7 separate regions of the Sus scrofa genome follow, and regions 1, 2, 4, 5, 6 and 7 are each linked to region 3. A link is a contact called in public Hi-C and HiChIP or PLAC-seq data. All regions are on one chromosome and are shown on one strand. The core of a region is the stretch at or near the end of the contact, and the rest is flanking DNA. Distances in the headings are between cores, read along the strand shown.

Evidence for each region. A called contact is a pair of places that touch in the nucleus more often than the background predicts. HiChIP or PLAC-seq counts read pairs in DNA pulled down with a chosen protein or histone mark.
Region 1: a contact with region 3 is called in a Hi-C map of liver, with 1.9 times the contacts expected there. The contact joins the enhancer-like site here to the promoter of MEPCE in region 3. A contact is called at or near these places in 2 of 5 promoter capture datasets (fetal liver and fetal skeletal muscle), 5 of 47 Hi-C or Micro-C datasets (embryonic fibroblasts, liver, omental adipose tissue and 2 more) and 2 of 2 datasets of contacts at active chromatin or transcription factors (alveolar macrophages and skeletal muscle).
Region 2: an H3K27ac HiChIP or PLAC-seq map of alveolar macrophages shows a contact between it and region 3. The contact joins the promoter of GNB2 here to the promoter of MEPCE in region 3. A contact is called at or near these places in 4 of 47 Hi-C or Micro-C datasets (blood, heart right ventricle, liver and 1 more) and 1 of 2 datasets of contacts at active chromatin or transcription factors (alveolar macrophages).
Region 4: a Hi-C map of skeletal muscle shows a contact between it and region 3, with 4 times the contacts expected there. The contact joins the promoter of LRCH4 here to the promoter of MEPCE in region 3. A contact is called at or near these places in 1 of 5 promoter capture datasets (liver), 4 of 47 Hi-C or Micro-C datasets (heart right ventricle, liver and skeletal muscle) and 1 of 2 datasets of contacts at active chromatin or transcription factors (alveolar macrophages).
Region 5: a contact with region 3 is called in an H3K27ac HiChIP or PLAC-seq map of alveolar macrophages. The contact joins the promoter of C3H7orf43 here to the promoter of MEPCE in region 3. A contact is called at or near these places in 3 of 5 promoter capture datasets (fetal liver, fetal skeletal muscle and liver), 7 of 47 Hi-C or Micro-C datasets (alveolar macrophages, embryonic fibroblasts, epiblast stem cells and 3 more) and 2 of 2 datasets of contacts at active chromatin or transcription factors (alveolar macrophages and skeletal muscle).
Region 6: a Hi-C map of liver shows a contact between it and region 3, with 2.0 times the contacts expected there. The contact joins the promoter of POP7 here to the promoter of MEPCE in region 3. A contact is called at or near these places in 1 of 5 promoter capture datasets (fetal liver), 1 of 47 Hi-C or Micro-C datasets (liver) and 1 of 2 datasets of contacts at active chromatin or transcription factors (alveolar macrophages).
Region 7: a contact with region 3 is called in an H3K27ac HiChIP or PLAC-seq map of alveolar macrophages. The contact joins the promoter of MOSPD3 here to the promoter of MEPCE in region 3. A contact is called at or near these places in 1 of 5 promoter capture datasets (liver), 3 of 47 Hi-C or Micro-C datasets (heart right ventricle, liver and skeletal muscle) and 1 of 2 datasets of contacts at active chromatin or transcription factors (alveolar macrophages).

What each region holds. Positions count from the first base shown.
Region 1 is chr3:8,198,816-8,201,515 of Sscrofa11.1, reverse strand. STAG3 (cohesin subunit SA-3) reads right to left here. Exons shown (of 33, transcript XM_021086217.1): 23 at 2,608-2,700; 24 at 2,266-2,434; 25 at 2,006-2,151; 26 at 480-628; 27 at 89-217; 28 at 1-2. Among named protein-coding and RNA genes, the nearest start is that of STAG3, 24 kb to the right of the region's middle. Within about 2 kb of position 1,310, at least 11 of the 83 cell types and tissues checked have an H3K27ac peak or open chromatin away from gene starts, as enhancers often do. A contact at or near this core is called in fetal liver and liver, where this site is marked.
Region 2 is chr3:8,577,689-8,580,388 of Sscrofa11.1, reverse strand. GNB2 (guanine nucleotide-binding protein G(I)/G(S)/G(T) subunit beta-2) reads right to left here and starts at 1,352. Exons shown (of 10, transcript XM_003480989.3): 1 at 1,187-1,352.
Region 3 is chr3:8,355,233-8,357,932 of Sscrofa11.1, reverse strand. It overlaps MEPCE (7SK snRNA methylphosphate capping enzyme), which reads right to left and starts at 1,331. Exons shown (of 4, transcript XM_003124352.6): 1 at 1-1,331. The coding sequence starts at 274. ZCWPW1 (zinc finger CW-type PWWP domain protein 1) reads left to right here and starts at 1,738. Exons shown (of 18, transcript XM_005661906.3): 1 at 1,738-2,202.
Region 4 is chr3:8,510,055-8,512,754 of Sscrofa11.1, reverse strand. It overlaps LRCH4 (leucine-rich repeat and calponin homology domain-containing protein 4), which reads left to right and starts at 1,413. Exons shown (of 23, transcript XR_002342282.1): 1 at 1,413-1,760. It overlaps FBXO24 (F-box only protein 24), which reads right to left and starts at 1,329. Exons shown (of 20, transcript XM_021086233.1): 1 at 1-1,329.
Region 5 is chr3:8,161,315-8,164,014 of Sscrofa11.1, reverse strand. C3H7orf43 reads left to right here and starts at 1,277. Exons shown (of 10, transcript XM_013995411.2): 1 at 1,277-2,199; 2 at 2,412-2,507; 3 at 2,601-2,700. The coding sequence starts at 1,789. LAMTOR4 (ragulator complex protein LAMTOR4) reads right to left here. Exons shown (of 8, transcript XM_013995418.2): 5 at 2,333-2,415. It overlaps GAL3ST4 (galactose-3-O-sulfotransferase 4), which reads left to right. Exons shown (of 5, transcript XM_013995412.2): 5 at 1-1,106. The coding sequence ends at 681.
Region 6 is chr3:8,606,181-8,608,880 of Sscrofa11.1, reverse strand. POP7 (ribonuclease P protein subunit p20) reads right to left here and starts at 1,350. Exons shown (of 3, transcript XM_013995472.2): 1 at 1,082-1,350; 2 at 429-834; 3 at 1-188. The coding sequence starts at 178. It overlaps LOC110260076 (branchpoint-bridging protein-like), which reads left to right and starts at 177. Exons shown (of 3, transcript XM_021087974.1): 1 at 177-215. The coding sequence starts at 177.
Region 7 is chr3:8,530,379-8,533,078 of Sscrofa11.1, reverse strand. MOSPD3 (motile sperm domain containing 3) reads right to left here and starts at 1,334. Exons shown (of 5, transcript NM_001195356.1): 1 at 1,075-1,334; 2 at 778-853; 3 at 320-549. The coding sequence starts at 1,279.

The DNA.
Region 1 (2,700 bases), core at 61-2,560, 160 kb after region 3:
GTCTAAGGAAGAAGTGGAATGGAGAGGCTGACATGGTCACAGCCACCTTCTCTAACCCACATCTTTACCCAATTACCCTCTGACTTACAGCAGCTGCTTGTCCTGATGGAAGAGTCGGGGGGAGAACTCTGAAAGGAGCTCCAGGAATGCAAGATTTGGGGGCTGACTGGTGGAGCCAGCTGGAGGAAGCTCTGACAAGGAGAACTTGATGCCTTCCCTTGGTTGAGCAGAATCATTTTAGGAAGATCGTCCCTCCCCACTTCCCTCCCAAGGCTGAGGCATCCTGTCCAAGTACTTCCTTCCTTCCTGGTCCAGGACCCAGTTTGTCTTCCAGAAACTACCCCCTCACCAGCTCAACTGCTGCTCCTCGACATGCCTGCCCCCTCCCTCCTCCCTCCTAGCCCTCCCTGTACACAGCCTCTGGCTCAGCCCTCTCAGGAAGGTTCAAGTACCCTGCCTTCCAACCGATACTTCCTTACTTGTGTAGTGTGACCACAAGGTCACGGTTCTGTAGCTGTTGCGGCCCAAAGCTCAAGGCAAACCTCCTGGCCAGGTCCCTCATCTCGATGAAGGCCGGAAGCTCATTCAGGCCCTGGGGCCCCTGTTCCTGCAGTAGTTCTGTGTATAACTATATCCAGGAGACAAGGCATATGGCACATTTGGGAAAAGGAGAAACAAGGCAGAAGTAGAGAAGTACAGCATTCCCTTTTCTGCCGAGAAATCCTAAAGGGTTCGGGAAGCCATCTGCTATTTTTTTTAACTCCTTCTTTCCTCCCAGGACACTGACCCTATTCCTCTATTCCTGATCAGCTGCAGCAGAGAGGGGCTTCACCCTGCTCTCTAACAATAAACAAATATGTCTGTAGTAACTGAAAGGGTGAGAAAGACCAGACTTGGAAAGAAATTAGGAATTCCCTGTCACTTGATTGTTGGTGCTCCCATGTTCTACCTGACATGGGGTTTGTATGGATAGGGGTGGAGACTGCCCACTTAAAAAAGCCTCTTTTTACTGGTCTATTAGTTATGAGGGAGACTGTCATGTAAAGTAGAAATCAAAATAAATTAGGAAGTTCCTGCTCTGAAGGATCTCACATTCTGAAGGGCTAAGCACAGGACAGCTTGTGGGCTGCAGGAGGGCACATCAGGTCTGAGGCTCTCTAGGCAGAAGAGGGTACCTGCTTGAGGCTCAGCAGCAGAATTCGGGAACAGTGACTTCGGTCAATCTGCCTTGCTCTAGTTAATGTTTCCTTGATAATGTCACCATAGTCATTGTAGAACTGACGGAGAGGAAGTGGAGAAGATAATGTCTAACCACAGGAAGAGACTGTTTCTGCTTTGTTTCATTATTCATAGCCCTAATCATGTCTCCTTCCAAAGGAGCCTTAGGTAGGAAAATGTGAATCTATGCATTAAACAACTCATACCAGATCACATCTCTAGAGTTCAGGCAAATAAATAAGAAGCTCGGCCCTGAGCTCATTTCTTGGAGAAGAAGGGTCGTAAGCCTGCCAGTGCCCCCTGTCATCTTGCACTGAAGTCTTTGCTATTTGCCTCTTCCCACCAAAACAGAAGCTCCAGAAAGCAGGAACTATTGTCTGTTTTGTTCACTGAGGTGCCTGGGATAGTAGGTACTCAAGAAACAGCAATCAACACAATGGTGGGTTGAGGGAACTGAGGTACATTATCTAGGTATCTTGTGAGGATTGTACCCTGGTCCATTCTTTTTTCCTCTTCCTTACATTACCTTATCCCATAGACTAGGTTCAGAGAAAAAAAAAAAATTTCTAGCCAGGAAGACTAAGACATTTCCTCTCCAATGAATTTCTTCCTCCTAACAGCTTTTTCTCTGTAATTATTTACTGCTAACTCTCTTTGACCTTTTATTCTCAACTCCTATTGGTCCTCCCCCGCTGCTTCTCCTTAAAGCCTGATACTGTCCTCTCCGCACCCTCCTTTCTGTAGTGTCCTCAGTGAAGGCTGCGCTCAGCTTGGAGCCTTGGTGTACCTTGTTGTAGTGTTTGAAAACATCTGAGGCTGCGTCCATCTCCAGCACCCCATACAGCAACAGCTTGCAGAACCCAGCCAGGAGGCGGCGCCGCTGGTGCAGCTGCTCGATCTGTAAATGATCCTCCTGGGAATGGCCTGGCTCACCTCAAATGCAGAACGGAAGTATCAGAATCACAGATTTAGGCTTCCTGCCCTCTGTGCTCGAGGCAGGCCCAAGCCCCCAACCCTTCCTGAGCCCCAAGTATAGAGTCCCAGTACCACTGCCCAGTTCTCCTGGCTGGATAAAGACATGGTCCATGAGGAAGCTGGCTAGCTCTGACTGGAGAGTGGCTTCAGGAAAAAAGACAAGTGGTCTAAGAAAATCTCGTCCCCCTACGATCATCTGAGGGCTGAATATGAGAAGCAAGTCACTTAACAAGACAAAAGCCTGTTGGAGAAAAAAAAGAAAAAAAATGTTTAAAAAGGAGAATACTGACCAAAACAGAAATGACATTGTGATTTCCCCTCAGAACAGGGTTTCCTCAGGCCCAGGCAAAGGTGGGGAGGGGCACGGGCAGAGGGGAGACTTGTGCTCTCCGTCCCACTTGAGTAACCGCTCACCTGCTCCTGGATCTCAGGATCGACATCTGAGAGGCAACTCTGGCAGAGCTCGCAGAAGGCCACCATCCTGCCCTTCAAACTCAACAACTGCTT
Region 2 (2,700 bases), core at 103-2,602, 220 kb before region 3:
AGCGCCCGAAGTCCTACCCCCCCCCTCCTTTGGACACCTGTGTGATCTGGCCATGCACACTGCACTCTGCCAACCCAGGCGTCCCCCACCCTGCTCCCACTTCCCCCAGGCCCTGGGCGTTTCTCTTCCCCGCTGACATTTCCCCTCGCTCTGTTCAGCTTTCTACGCCAGAGCCTGGGGACGCCCTTCCAAAGTGGGGGGCAGAGACCCCCATCCCATTTCCCCAGCTCGGGACAAAGCCCCTCAATTCCAGCTGCCGGCAGCCCAGGCCGGGCGGCAGCGCCAGACGCCCCAGGCAGAAGGAAGCAGGCCAGGAGGAAGCCGCTGGGGGCGGGGGCAACGCTCCCAGCCCTCAATCCCTATCACCCTTCCGAGCCCCCTCGGCAACCCCAGATTCTGGGCATACAGCAATTGGGGTCCCAAGGAGAAATGGGGGTGCCACCGCCTCCGCAAGGCTGACGGGGCGAAGGGGAGGCAAGGGACAAGCGAGGGTCCCCGGATCTGGCAGGGGAAGGCGCGGGCCGGTGTGGCTCTTCGAAACGCAGTGGGCCTGGCTCTCCGGCCCCCACGACCTCCATTTTGCCCAAAAGAAAGCTCGGTGGGGGGTAGGGGCGACTGGGAGCTAAGCGTGAGGTTAGGACTGCTAAAGGGAATGAGGTGCCGAGGTCTCTGGTCTAGGGGGTAATGGGTCCAGAAAAGAACCTAAATCGAGGGTGGAGACAAGGGAAGGGTGGCCTCGCGGCCTTGCCTGCTTCTCTGAGGATTCTGGACTTTTGCAAGGCGAATGCCAGCGGCGGTGCGAAATGGGAGGACACGAGGGGTGCTACCCCGGGGGAGCTAAGAGGGTGGCAGTGGTGGGGAAAGGGGGCGGGACAGGGCCTAGAGGAAGCCCCGAATTTAGCCCCCCAACTTCTCAGGGAGCAAGAGGCAGGTGGGGGTGAGATGAGGTCTAGAGTCAGGCAAAAGGCCCCTGATGCTGCAGGGAGCGCGTGCGTTATTGGGGGCGAGGGTCCCCCAGTTCCCCTTCCGGGTTTGGGAGCGACGGGGCCATAAGAAGGGAGGGGATGTCTGGGGAGTTACGTCCGCTCCCGAGAGGCCAGACCGGGTAGACAGACGGAAGAGAGGTTCCCCCACGGGAATTTGGGGCTGGGAAGGGGATGAGGACTCCTTTTACCAGCGGAGGTACCTGTGGCGGTGGGACTCTGCGAAGGGTCGCTAAAGGAGAGCGGGAGGTCCTGTCTTCCTCCGCGGCGGAGGCGGCAGCGGCGGCGACGCGGATGGATTTTCTCAGTCACCCCAACTCAACCGTCCAGCGCTGCTCTCCCCAGAGCGGAGGGATCCCGCCCGCCAGTGACGCGGCCGTCGCCGCCGCGCCCAGGGCCCGGCTGGACGAGACCAACTACTTATCGGGGGGAGGCCGGGGGAAAAATAGCACTTAGGGGGCAAATATTGACCCCATAACATCAAAGATATTACTCTACATTATTTCTACGCAAAATGGGCTCAGAAAAATACTTTGCTTCCCGAAAAGGCACAAAACATCCCCTCTGGGACTGACATAGGTGGTACCGGCATAGGGGAGGGTGAAACCGCTCGCTGGTCACGTGACCTGCCCTCCCGGATTGGGCGGCTCCAGACTGGGAAGGGGAGCTCGACGCCCCAGTTCTCGCCTTGGCTCCGCCCTTTGTCTGTGAGACCACGCCCCTCCACAGGGGACAGGGTTGAGAGAGATCAGTGTTGATCACTGCTGGAGAGGCCAGCCGGCCTCAACGCGTAGCGAGGAGGAGCAGTGTTTCCGAAGGTGCCCGGGCGGGAAGCCATGGGGACCTGGGCGGCCCCTGGGAACTCAGGTATGCTGTGAGAACGGGTCTGCCCAGGCAGTGCCCCCGCGTTGCCCAGTGGCTTTTGCGGAACTCTTTATGTGGCGGCATGACACTCTAATAGCAACTCGTTTATTGAGCTTCATACTTATTTACTCCTCACAGTGCTATGAAGTTGAGTACTGGCTTTGTCCCCATTTTACAGTAGTGGAAACAGAGTCCTAGGGCTGCAGAGTTGGAATATGAACCAAGGCTGCTTTATCGACCTTATTGTGTGTATTAATATCTAGCCTCTTGATGAACCTCGCTCTGGACCATCTCCGCGAAGGGATGAGAATGTAAGTATAGGCCTCGGTTTCCACATCTATAAAATGAGAGTGTTGATAGCTACCTGCCCTGCAAGTCACCTTGGATTATTTTAAGATCCTGCGGATTGTGAAAATGTTTTGGAAAGTTCAAATCAATGAGTAACCTTCATTGAGTCCTCATGCGATTTAAAAGTATTAAAACATACACTTTTCATTTAGCCTCAGTTGAAGGCATTAAAAACAGTTTCCAAAGCACCAATTTTTAAAGAGAATAAGAAAAGTCACATTCTTAGTTAAGCACAAATTCCATTTATGGAGCACTCACCAATTCGATCATATATTAGCAGTAGGTAATAGGTGTCAATGAGAATTTGGAAGGGAGGGAGTTCCCATTGTGACTCAGCAGGTAATGACCCCAACTAGTATCCAGTATCCAACTAGTATCCAGTATCCAACTAGTGGCTTAAGGATCTGGCATTGCGGTGACCTATGGTGCAGTTTGCAGCCTGGTTTTGGATCCTGCATTCCTTTTTTTGTTGTTGTTTTTTGTTTTGTCTTTTTGCTATTTCTTG
Region 3 (2,700 bases), core at 82-2,581:
GGGCCTGGGGGCCGCCCCCTCGCTGCTGCTGCGACTGGCCGCCCCGAGGGGTGGAGGTAGCCCCGGGGCTCTCCTTGCCTGCCCCAGAAGCTGGGGACCCCGCCGAGTGTGCGCGCGGGCCCGGCCCACGCTGCGTCCCGCCGCGGAGCTCCCCGGAGGCGACCTCTCGGTGTGGTTGCACCGTGGGGCCGCCCCCTCCGCCCGACTCATCTTTGAGCGGCGGTGGCGGGGCCGGCACCAGAAACGGCTCCTTCTCCGCCGCCATCTCGATCATTTCCTCCCCTTATTCCGTCCCAGTCGAGGGCAACCAGGGGGACCAGGGGGCTTAACCCCCCCTTCCTAAGACCGCGCTCCCTTCCCCCCTTTCCTGAGTGCGCGCGCAGTTCCGCTTCTCGCCTAGTCTCGTCCCCAAGCGCCTCCCCCGAAGCGCGCCCCACTCGCCCGCGAGACCAAAACAAGATGCCCGCGAGACCCGAACTCGAGGAACCAACCGCGCGTGCGCCGACTCCTTTCTCCTCTACCACTACCGCTTCGCCGCGAGCGCGCACTGCTGGAGCGCGTTCCTCTGGCCCCGGAATCACGCATGCGCACTCAGCCACCACCCTGGTTGCGCGCGCATCAGAGTACGAACCAACTTAACGGCTCCGGGAGTTTAAATATAGCCCCCCTAAGCCCCCCCAACCAAAGCCCACCACCCCAAACTGACGCCCTACTTCCCTTCGCAGCTACGTCCGTCCCTAGTGATATCCTTTGTCTCTGCCGCGCGATCCCACCCACCGTAGGCGGGGGACGGGGAGCTGGTGTGAAAAGGTCTCCTTGACACCCGACCCTTGTTCCTGAGGAATGAGTCTCTGCCGTCTCCGCCCGGCTCTAAACCCAGCAACCTCCCTACCCCGCCTCCTTCCTCCCCCTAGCGGGCAGCGCCTGCGCACACCCTTTTGGGCTTGCGCGGGTAGATGCAGCACGTGCTGGAGATGACGCCCCTCCCTCCGTCCTAGAGGCGGGGACTGCTACGTCGCTTCCTCAGGTTTGGTACGCGCAACATGCGTCAGCACGATTCGGAGGGGCGTGGCTAAAGAACGGGGAGGCCCTCGTGAATTATTCATAAAGTGGTGGCCCTCTTGGCCCACCTATTTCTAAAGAGGGGCGAACCTAGAAGTAGGAGAAGGAAAGGAGCGGAGTGTACCCACTGTCTTCCTAACTACTGTTCTCAGTATAATACAATAGGTCATTTTAACTCACCCCCCTGGAAAATATTCTCTGATGAACTGGGGGAAAAAAAGTACTAAGGCGATGTTGTCCAACTTCCTCTTTCCCCGAAACGGCCAGGTCGTTCTCTCGCTCCTCCGCCTTCCCTCAATCGCGATCACCTGGGGACACCACGCCCTCCTCTCCGCCTCCACACCCACCACCCGACGCCTGCTCGCGAGCCCCTCCCCCCGTTAGGGAACGGCGACCCAGACGCCCACCACAGCCACCAATAACAGTATATCTACCACCACCGCCCCCTTTGCACGCAGGCTTTTCCGAGCACCCGCGGCGCGTTTGCGCCGCCTTATATAAAAACGAACGTGGGCAGGGAAGAGATTTCGGTCGGCTTTGGGGGCCCCGGCCTCAGCCAATGGGGAACAAGCTACTCGATGCCCTTTTCAGAGGGGGCCCGTTCTCCGGGCCCACAGCGATTGGGGTTTGGGTCCTGTGGCTGCGAAGAGGGCGAAAGAGGCGGGAGTGGTGTTAAGGGTAGTCTCAAAATATCAAAATAAGGGTTTGAAGGAGACTCAAAGGGAGAATGGGAATCAGGAAGGAAGTCTAGGGCAGAGAAAAAAGTTAGGAAAAGGAAGATGGGCTTCATGAACGATCAGGCACTGCTGCTGCCACCTAAAAAAAAAAAAAAGTGAGGCCAACCAGGATTATGGGACTTGTAGTTTTACAGGGCGTTTGTTTGGAAGATGGCGCTATAACTCAGCTGCGCAAGCGCCGAACTAGCTTCCAGCTGCGCATGCGCAGCAGTCCTGCGAGCACGCCGCTTGTAGGAGGGGTGGGGTGGAGCTTGTGTGTGGCCTCGCGCCTTACCTTGCTTGGTGGCGGGAAAACTGGCTCGAGTTTTGGAGGGGTTTGCAGAGTTGCTGCGGTAGCTCATTCTGCTCCTGGCCTTTAGGTCCTCCTCGCTCCAGAAGATTGCTGGTGCTTTTCCGGTTGCAGGTGAAGGTGCTAGGCGCGGCCAATCCTAGTACCTGTTGCCTGAGGAGAGGTTTTCTCTTTAGGGCGAGGACCAACTCTTAGCCTGAGGAGAAGTTTTCTCTTTAGGACGAGGACCAACTCTTAGCTCTCTCCTCAGAATCTCCAACAGCAAACTCGCACCCAACAAACAAACAAAAGTAACCCAGTAGTATCGGGGCGGGCGACGACGGGCCGGAGAGAATGAGGATCCTGGTGCCTCCGCGGGCTGGGGGAGGGGAGAGGGAGCTGAGGGGAAATTCACGAGGAGTTTCTTGATGGGGAAGAGACAGTCACTGTTTTACCTATTGAGGGGAGTGAAGAACTTTTGCCTGTGGTACCTTTGGTGTTAATTGCCGTCCTTAAGAGGGAATTGGTGAGGGAAGAGAGAAGGGAAATGTAGGTCGCCCAAAATTCTTCCTTCTGGTTTTAAAGGTGGAAGTAGGCCTTTTACTGTTCCAAGCCTTGGCTCTTTGAGAGGGC
Region 4 (2,700 bases), core at 164-2,663, 150 kb before region 3:
AGGAATCCAGGCCTGGACAACCAGCCCTCAGCTGCACAGTACTATAGACTCATTCGTTTACTCTGCTGGTGAACAGACTGTCAGCCAGCCAATCAAACTCCCTTATTCAGGGGGCCTAGTAAACAGCTAGTTTGGGACACCTGGGATGGAATTTTAATAACTCAATAAATGTTCTGGAATGTCAGCATCTGAGATGTGACTTATGGGAAAGAACCTTGAGCTATTTGTGGCTAGGTAGCTATTAACCAATTAAATGGACTATATTGGGTTCTTATGCCACTTAACAGGATGTTAAGACTCTCCGTGGACGGAGCAAGAATCGGTAACTTCCTCTTGTATTTGGGTCCCCTTTATCCACTCAGTTTCACTTCGGGAGACAAAGAAGAGGATGCGAACAGAAAAAAGCCCACTGCAAAAGTTGATGCAGGGGGAAGGAAGCCTGGCCTCTAGAACGAGCTGTCGATAACTTGCTGTTTGCTCTTGACAGCTCTTCCCTCTGTCTCACTTTCCTCGTTTGTGAAACGGCGGTCCTCTTCTAGATGAGGTCCCTTCTAGACTAAGCCCCCAGGTCTGATCATCACAATTTGCCCAGGCGTACTTCTTTGGGCAAGGGGGCAGATCGGGCGGTTATTTTCGAGGATCTCCTGGTCTCCCGTAACCCTCCCTCCAGGAGTTGAGCTGGGCATCCCCGGTCCCTGGGAAGCCGCCTGTCCGCCCAGCCTCCGGAGACTGTCTCCGGGCCTCGGCCTCTGCAGCTGATATGACATTCATGGTCCCTGCGGTTGCAACGACCCCCTGTTCACTGGCCTCAGATATCGTCTTGCCTCCAGCTCCCCCTATACCCACAATCTGCCTGCTGCCACCACAGCAGGCTCGCTCCCTAACATGTCCAGCTCGCACACGCTACTGCAGTCCCTCTACTCCTTCCAGCCTGCCCAACACGCAGCGCTCACATTCTTTACGTCGGTCTCAAAGTTCTAGCTCACCCGCCTCCTTCTTAGTGAAGGGACCGCCTTCTCGCCCATGCTATTGGTAGATAGAGCCGTCCCTCAGAGAAGAGGCCGGGTCAGGTTCCCTTTGGAGGATCTAATTGGCCTTCTCGACAGTCACTCGCCTGTGTATGGCTTGCGATTTGTCTTCGTTGGAAAAAGAGACGGCCTTGCTTTTCACCGCCTCTATCATTTCAAGTGGAGCGCCGGCGTCCCCGCCTCCTGACTGGACCTGATTGGACCATCTCCACCCCTAAGATTTGTGATTGGATGCGGCTGCGCGGGGTGGGCCGGCCTGGAACGTCGGCCGTTGGCGAGCGCTCCATTCTAGTCCCCCTCCCGTGTCTCGCCTCACTCCAGCGCCGGAGTCCCCACCCCCCCGGCGGGTTCTGATTAGCCACTTCCGACGCGTCCCGGGACAGCGATTGGCCCGCCGGGTCCTCGAGCCCGCTTCCTCCCCCTGGAAGCCACTACGGCGGCTCCGAGGAGGGGGAGGGGCAAGGAGGGACGGCCGGTCCCGTCAGTCAGGCAGCGGGAGCCGCCAGGAGCGGATGGCGGCGGTGGTAGCGGCCTCACTCGCCGCTGGGGGTGAGGAGGCGGCGGCCACAACCTCCGTCCCAGGATCTCCGGGTCTGCCCGGGAGCCGCAGTGCAGAGCGGGCTCTAGAGGAGGCCGTGGCCACCGGGACCCTGAACCTGTCTAACCGGCGTTTGAAGCACTTCCCCCGGGGCGCGGCCCGCAGCTACGACCTGTCAGACATCACCCAGGCTGGTGAGTGCACCCGGCCCAGGGCCCCGCGGGGACCCTCGTTTGCATAGCCCCGCCCCTCGTTTTTCCTGGAGCCAGGGAGCCTGGCCGGCTCCCTCACCTGGTGGTCCGAGTTCTGGATTCTGCTGTTTTGCATAAGTCAGCTGCCACCCCTTCCCCATTTTAAGAACTACTAGACAATGAACACTTTTCTCGTTTGCACGGAACGCCCAGGGTCCCCGGCCGAGCGTTGTGAGAGCGCCCCCACCTCCGTTTGTCTTTATTTGCGTATCTGCGCACCTGTAGAATGGTCCCGCCCCTCCCCTAGTTTGGCTTATTTGCGTGACCTCTTCAACCTCAATTCTGATCGTTCCCACGAGCCCCTCTAATGACTCATTTCTCTTTCTGCACTTCGCCTCCAACTCTTTCCCCTGTTCCACCAAGATAGGAGCAGCCCCAGGTTCCCTGCGGCTTCCCATGGATTTGCCCCTGATAGCCCCAAGTTTCTGTTTCCTTTGCTCGGACCCGGCTCTTCACCCAGGCAGCCTGTGGGAGAAAAGCAAATCTCCCACCTCCCGCCAACTCTTTTCTCCCTGAGCTCTTCCCATTATCCCTAATCCCTTTATCTGCAACTCCTCCTCCTTGCGTGTGTGAGATCACTGTGGAGCCTGTGATCTCATAGAGACCCTAGAATTCCCAGTACAGTTTCTGCTTTCCCTAGGGGAGGGGACTTGCAGTTGCTGAAAGGAAGGAAATCTTATCTCCCAGCGGGGAGTGCTGGGAAGCTAGAGACCGTCTAGCTGTCCTTCCCACTCCCCCTACCATAGGCTCTTAACAATCATGCGTCTTCCATCCTGGTGTCTGTTGACGGTAGGGTGTAGGGGACGCCACTGTAACAGGTGAGTCAGGCCTCAGCTGCTCAGGAGGCCACCGCTGACCTTGGGCTGGCAGCTGGGGTGGGTGG
Region 5 (2,700 bases), core at 28-2,527, 190 kb after region 3:
CATCCTGTTCCCACCCTTGCTGACGGTCACAGTAGGACATCCAGCCCTGCTTCTTCAGATTTGGGATCTTCATCCTTCATCCAGTGGAGTCTGGCCTGGCTGGACTCTGTCTTTGACTTGGTCTTGGTGGCTGAGTACTTCGATGAGTCACTGGTCCTGTTGGCAGATGCCCTGTGCTGGGGGCTAGATGACGTGGTGGGCTTCATGCACAACGCCCAGGCTGGAGGCAGGCAGAGTGGAAGTGCTGTCAGTGACGATGGGCTGACTGCTGAGGACAGGCAGCTGACTGCACGGGCCCGGGCCTGGAACAATCTAGACTGGGCTCTCTATGTCCACTTCAACCACAGTCTGTGGGAACGGATAAAGCAATACGGCCAGAGCCGGCTGGACAGTGCTGTGGCGGAGCTCCGGGCTCGCCGAGAGGCCCTGGCTAAACATTGTCTTGTGGGGGGTGAGGCTTTAGACCCCAAATACATCACAGACCGGCGGTTCCGCCCTTTCCAGTTTGGGTCAGGAAAGGTTCTGGGCTACGTGCTTCGGAGTGGACTGAGCCTCCAGGACCAGGAAGAGTGTGAGCGCCTGGCTACCCCTGAGCTACAGTACAAGGACAAGCTGGATGCCAAGCAGTTTCCCCCAACAGTCTCTCTGCCCCTTAAAAATTCAAGGCTATCCTCTCCCTAGGCATCAGACCACTACATCTTAAGCTGAAGAGCCGCCAAGCCACAGGGCACATGTGATGAGTGTGGGGCAGTCAAATGCCCTGTTTCCCTCAGAAAGCATATCTGCTCCCTAGAGGACCAGTGGAACTTTGCATGGACTGGTCTCCATGACCTACTGCCTGTGCAGAGGAATCCCAGTCCTACCAGTAACCTCCTCCCTCCCCCTTTCGGCCCCTTCCTCTTTCCAGCACGACCCCCACACACTGCAGTTCCAAGTAGCACTCTCAGAGGTGCCCTGGAGGAGCAAACCTTGGAGTATGTCAGAGAAAGCTTGGAACCCAAAGGACTGGAATAATGAGTCCATTTCTATATGAAATATTTGTTACTGGGCTATGCTCATTTCACCATGAAATGTTTGTTGAATGAATAAATAATTTGGAACTTCGACCTGCTCTATGTAGGGTGGAAAGGGAAGGGGATGGAGCATCTTCCTAAGAGAAACGGGATAGGAGGGGGTTCTTTTAACATTTTGGGGGGGGGGGTTAGGGCCGCAGGTACAACATGTGGAAGTTCCCCGGCTAGGGGTCGAATTGGAGCTGCAGCTGCCGGCCTACACCACAGCCACAGCAATGCCAGATCCCAATACACCGCAGCTGGCAAAGCCACATCCTTAACCCACTGAGCGGGCCCAGGGATGAAAACCGCATCCTCATGGATATAGTCGGGTTTGTTTCTCCTGAGCCACAAAGGGAACTCCTAGCAGTTCTTCTTTAAGAAGTCTGTTTGCAGTATCTCCTAAACCCTTCCTCCCGCAGCCTAACCCCAGCCGCACCCCGCCCCTCTCCTTCACGGTCCGGTCACCCACAAATTCCGGGGCCTCGGAGGCCACGCCCCTTCCCTTCCGCTTCCGGTTTCTCGCCAGTCATTCGGCCCTGCACCCCGGTTCCGGCCCCCGCGGGGTGTCGGTTCCGGGTTCGTTGTCCCGGTTCCCGGTCCCGGTCGGTTTCTCGGGCCGGCCCGGCCGCGCGCAGCACCCGTCGGGGGTCGGGGCTCCCCGGGCCCACCCCGTCGGCCCCCTCGGCCTCCTCCGGCCCCACCTCGCCCCTGGCCCGCGCTGTCCTCGCAGCCCATGGAGTCCCAGTGCGACTACTCGATGTACTTCCCCGCCGTGCCGCTGCCGCCCCGCGCCGAGCTGGCTGGCGACCCGGGCCGGTACCGGGCGCTGCCCCGGCGCAACCACCTCTACCTGGGGGAGACTGTCCGCTTCCTGCTGGTGCTGCGCTGCCGGGGCGGCGCGGGGTCCGGCGCTGGGGGCGGCCCGGGCTTGGGCTCGCGAGGGGCCTGGGCAGAACTGGCGACCGCCCTGGCCGCCCTGGCCTCAGTCAGCGCCGGAGGCGGGGCTCCTGGGGGCGGCGGCTCCGGAGATCAGGATCCCGAACCCCCGGGGGGCGGGGATCCCGGCGGTGGGGGGGTGTTTCGAGGCTGCAGCCCCCTCCTCACCCATGGCCCGGGCCCTGCTACCTCAGGGGGAGCGACCACGGTGAGGAGCTCGGGGTGACACGGCAGAGGGTGGAGGGGCGGTGTGCTGGGCTCCAAAGACCCGGAGGGGAGAGGGAAGCCCGTAGCGGGAAGAGAATGACGGATGAGGAGAGGGGAGGGCAAGAACCACGTACCGGGCAGATCTTAAAGGGGACGCTGGCGCCGCGGGCTGCCTCTGACTCTCCTGACCTCTTCACCTCTTTCACCACCCAGCTGCCTGTGGAGGAACCAATTGTGTCCACAGATGAGGTCATCTTCCCACTCACCGTTTCACTGGACAGACTGCCCCCAGGGACACCTAAGGCCAAGGTAATACTGGCAAGGGGTAGAGCTGTTTCCTTATTTCAGACAACTGGCCTGTGTCTCTCCTCTCGACTGTGGTCCTGTGTCCCCTGTGCTCAGATTGTAGTGACCGTGTGGAAGCGGGAGGTTGAGGCACCAGAGGTCAGAGATCAAGGCTACCTGCGCCTGCTGCAGACCCGATCTCCTGGGGAGACCTTCC
Region 6 (2,700 bases), core at 101-2,600, 250 kb before region 3:
CCCCTCCGTCCAGCAGCTTCTGGCAGCGGGCCAACTGGGCCTTAAAGTCAGTCTTCATGTTGACATAAATGTCATTGGGCCTCCGGGGCAGGCGGTGGGGAAGCCGCTTCCGCAGGGTGTATTCCACCGGGTCCAGCTCGGCCTCGACGGCCCCGCGGGGTTCTCGGTTTTCAGCCATGCAGTGTGCCCTGGTGTGGGAGAAAGATCAGCCATGGGTGAGGAGAGACCAGGTTTCGTTTCCTACCCCGTTTCCCGCCCAAACGGTGCAGCCAAGAGGGGTCGCACTCGACGCCCCTCGTCGCTTCAAGTCTCAGTCCCTTCCCACTTACCTCAAGCTCAAGCATCTCCCCCACCTCCGGTTCCCATTCATCCATCACATCGCTCCCAATCTCAGGCCCCTCCACCGCCCCAGCTATTCCCACGCCTACCTTCTTCGCTCCACAGTGCCCTCAGCGCGCACGCAGCCCGCTCCCCTGCCAGGCCACTCGAGCGTTGCGCCGACCAGTCTGAAGGGAAGGAGCTGCCCGCAACTCCCAGGCCCCAAAAAGGGAAGAGAAGGGAAGGGACTCGCCGCAGGAACGCCGAAACACGGGCGCCCTTAGTACCAGGCTCCTGAAAAGGCCCCCGAGTGCGCAGGCGCGCCCATACCCCGTGGCCAGGCCCGGGCGATCCGCGAATCGCCTTCCCGGCATCCGTTCTCCCCGCCCCTTTCCTGAGTTGCTCGCAAAACCGCGCGATGTGTTTGAGTAACGCGAGGCTTCCGGGGGTGATGGGATCTACCACTTGTAAGCTGCAGAGGCAGGGGGCGTATACCAAGTCGAAGCCGGGGAGGATCTGGAAAGAGAAAGGTTAGCTTCCCTGGGCCAATCCCACCCAGTACTCGGTTCCCGGAGGAGTCATGAAGGGGAGAAAAGAGAGGAGGTTTTCTAGGGGCGTGGAGGATTTAGGGGTAAGGGTCTTCCAAAGGTGTGAGGGAGGACGGCGAATTCCACTGATCTTGATCGCGAATGGCCTAAAGAGAAGTCTGGACTCCCGGGTCCATCGCAGTTCCTCGGGTCAGAGGAGGTGTGGCAGAACTGACCTCCCGTCCAAGATTCCGGCTGCCCGAAGATGGGGGCAAGCAAGGCCCGGCCCTTGGCGGAGGACAAGTTCTTTGGCTCGGGGACTCCTCTGCAGTTTACGGGGACCCGTTCTTCTCCCCTTTCTCTGACCAGGGTGACCTCCAGGCCAGCGCCTGGGGACGCGAGTTGTGAGCCGTGGGGCTAGCCTTTACAGCTTCCCTGTGGCTCGCAGACCCACTAGCACTCCTCAGTCGTCATCCACCAGCTCTTTGGCTTCTGCCCGCCACCCAGGAGCAGGGACCTGCGCCCCCTGGCGGGAAGGGCAGGGCAGCACAGAGGGATTGGAGGCTCCCTAAGGCCAGTGGGGAGGGGTTCTCGGCCCAGGTTGCTTTAGCTTTGGTGGAGTTCCACTGGAAACTGAGTTAGAGCTGCACTGGGGTCCTTGACTGTTCTTCGCTTGAGTTTTCTCATCACTCAAATAGGGATGACAATTCCTGTTCTTGCCACTGAGTTTCGAAACCCGATATAACCTTGGGTAAACTGTAAGCCTATACATTTGAGTTGGCATTTTTATGCCCCCTACACGGCTTTTTGTTGCCTGGGGTGGAGTCCGACTCCATTTGACTGGAGGTTGTAAAGTGGTCAGGTTCCTGAGAACTTTCCCAGCACCATTTAAATCCTGTGGTTCTTTTTAGCTTCAGATATTTACAAGTTTGGGGGCTATTTGGGGGTGAGGAGGAAAGCCTGTCTACCACTTTATTCTGCCTCAGAAGTGACATATGAGCTGAGTTTTGATGGACAAACAGGAGTTCTTCAGGGAACCAAGGAGTATTCTGGAAACATTTTTAAAAGAATGGAAGTGTAATCCAAGCTTCCACCTCAAGGAACTAGAAAAAGAGCGAAGTAAAGCCAAAGGGAGAAGATGGGAGGAAACAATAAAGAACAAAAACCAATTAAATTATGAGAAAAAGAATGTATATATACGTGTGATTGGGTCACTTTGCTGTATGTAAAGCAGAAATTGGCACAACACTGTAAATCAACTATACTTTAATAAAAGCAAACCAAAAAACCTCCGTTAAACTGAACACAAGAAAACAATAAAGAAATTCAAACCAAAAGCTGGTTCTTTGAAAAAGATCAATAAAATGGATAAGCCTCCAGCAAGACTGACAAAAGAACAAGAGAACGAAGATTCAAGTTATGATTACCAGAAATGAAAGAGAGGATAGCACTAAAGATCCCTCATACATTAAAGTATACTTAGAGTAATATAGACCACGCTACAGACAAATTCCACAATTTATGGACCAATTCCCAGAAAACCACATACTACCAAACTTACCCAAGATGAAGTAGATCATCTGCATAGTTCTGTAACTATTAAGGAAATTAAATTCATAGGTTTTTTTTAACTTTATAAAAAGAAATATCTTGGCTCACATAGTTTTACTGGTGAATTCTACCAAAAAAAAAAAAAAAAAGAAAGAAAGAAAGAAAACGCAAATTCTAGACAATCTCTTTCAGAAAATAGAAGAGGGTCCATTTTATGAGACCCAAACCAGACAGAGATTATACAAAGTAGAAAACCACAGACCAATATCTCTCATGAACAATGCAACAAAATCCTCATCAAAAT
Region 7 (2,700 bases), core at 85-2,584, 180 kb before region 3:
TCTATCGGGCAGAGACCCCTGTCTCCCACACATACACAACTTGGGACGGCAGGAGTTGCTCAACCTACGCTTCTTATTGAACTGAACTTGGCTGATACATGATGGGAAGTACTGAAGTCAGAGCTAAGGGAAACATTTTTTCCCCCTCAGTGGAAGCCAGAAACCAACCTGATGTAAAATCTCAACTCCTAGGTAGGTTTCCACCAAAAAGCAAAAGACTGAACCGGAGGCCTCTTCACCTCCAACTGAGCTCATCTCTAAGATCATGCTAGGTCCTCCCTCCCTACAGAACTCTCAGAATTCCCATCCCCAAACTCACTCTCTGGGAAGTGTTGGGCCGAGGGTGGAGCGGTCCAGGAAGGGGGCCCTGGGTGGGGCGTTGGGTCAGGCTGTCCCTGAAGCTCAGGGGGGTACGTTGGGGCCCTCAGAACTGAGGTGATGTCCTTGCGCCCCACCACTCGGCCCTCTGTTCCTTCCTCAGACAGCTCAATGCGGAAGCGGTCCTGGACGTCATAGTGGCTGGGATTGGGGGCCACGTGGCGAATCACACTGGTCTCAAGAAAGGAGAGAGGCCCATTGAGGGGCCGTGATCCAAGTGGATCCAGGCCCCACCCTCCCAGGAAACTTTCCCTTAGGGACGCAGACAGAGGGGTGGGTAAAACAGATTGAAGAGGACAAGGTCTGGGACCTAAGGCCAAAGCACAGTAAATCAGAGAACTATTCTGGCAGCAACCCCTGGCTTTCATCAGCCTCTCGACCCCTCCCCTCCCAACTCACATGTCAATGCAGGATTGAGGCTTCACATATCCTTCCGCGTCAAACACTGTGTATTTGGCAGGTGCTGTGCACAGAACTGGAGGAAGAAAGCACAGAGAATGATTATTGCTTCAGGGACCCTGTACAAGCCCCGCCCATGGAGCGCCTTTGCCTCCTACCCCGCCCCCCCACCTCCGATCATCCATTCTGCCTAGGCTGGACATACGACCGTACTCATCTGACTGCTCAATCCATACAGCTCCCCAATTTTCTTCTGCCAGTCCCCAGATCCTAGCGCGAGACGCCCATCCCCTTCACCTCGGAAGCGAAGCACTGCTCCCGTGGGGTTATAGAGGGTCAGCAACTGCCGGGGGCCGCTCCGCTGGTCCGCCCTGAATACTAGATCCGGGGGAAAGACGAGGACCGGGACAACAGGTCCCGAGGGAGCAGGGGCGCCCCGGGACCCCCGCCCAGGAGCCCCCGAACCCACCAGCTCCTGGTCCTGGGGCGCCCCACGGCGCATGCAAGCTCTGGGCGGTGGAACATCCGAGGGCAGAGTTCAGGGGACGGGCCTGGAGGATAGAGCTGAGGGGCGAGAGGGGTGAAACGGAACGGGATGAGACCGTAGGGCAGGGCCTGGACTGATGCTGCCGCCGCCTCGGAATCCCGCTAGATGAGGCCCCAGAAGACAGGCCCAGCCCCCCCAAACCCTTCCCCTCTCCAGCTCTGCCTTGGGTCCCCTTAGGCCCCGCCCCCAAGCTCTACCTCGAGGGTCACGCCCACCTCGTAAACCCTGCCCCTCCCAGCTCCCTGCCGGGGCCCTTGTCTTCAGTCCGGGTTCCTGATCTCCATAAGCCCCGCCCCACTCTGCAGCATGCCCCGCCCCTTCCGGGCGTCCCTGGGCACTTGCCCAGTCTGCCCCCCCAAGACTCTACTTGCCGCAGCCGCCTCTTCCGGGGCTGTCCTTTCCGTCTTCTGTTTTCCCGAGACCTGTATTTGTGCCTCCGACCCCTCCCTGAGCTCAAGCCGACGCTTATTCGGACTTCCGCCTCCGAATGGCCGCTCTTGCTATGAAGCTCGCCTTCTGGTCACAGCACCTGCCAATCAGCTTTTGGCTGTACTAGGGCTGCCATCTTCCGGAGAGACCGTTTCACTCTTCCGCCGTACGGGCTCTGTCATTGGCCAGCGCCGCCTGGTTTCAGCCGTAAGTGCGCCCATCGGTGCACGTAAAGAGGTGATTGGCTTCATCCTAGTGACGTAAAACTTTACGAGCGTCTCTAGAATGCTAACCCTGGCATAAGCGGGGGTGGGGACCCGGGCGGGGCTGGGAATGGGTCTTTGTTCCTTCTCCCCACTCTGAGCCCGTCCGAATCACTAGAATTTACCTCCCACGAGAGAGCCCTCTTTCTCTACTATCCCAGGTCCTCCTAGAAGCCTTCGCAGCAACAAAAACCGTTTGCTACAGAACTAGTTGGAAGTAGCTCCCAGTTGGACTGGGATCTCAGCCCAAGGTTCTTCTGATTCCTTCCTGCACGGAACTCACTCGGAAATCACTTATATTTGCTACTTGCTGAATTAAGAGTCAGCCTTGCTACTTACGTCATCCCACCGAATCTTCAACTCCCTTCGCAGAGGAGGAAACAGCTTCAACAAGGTGAAGAATCTTGCCCCAGGCCACACCTTTGGTTAGCAGCAGTGGAGCAAAACAAAGTTATCTTATCTGAAACCCTTCTCTGAGCGCCCTATCAAATGTAGAATCTCCCTTTGCCTGTCCTTTTGTCACGCTTTTGTTTTCTTCACAGCACTCATAGAGCTACTTGATAGCATGTTTTAGTTTATCGCTGCTCCTGTAGAATGTACCTTGCTCTCTACAACAGTAGGGACTTTGTTTTGTTTTATTTTCAGCACCTAAAACATGTGGAGTGAACAATGAATGAGTGACTA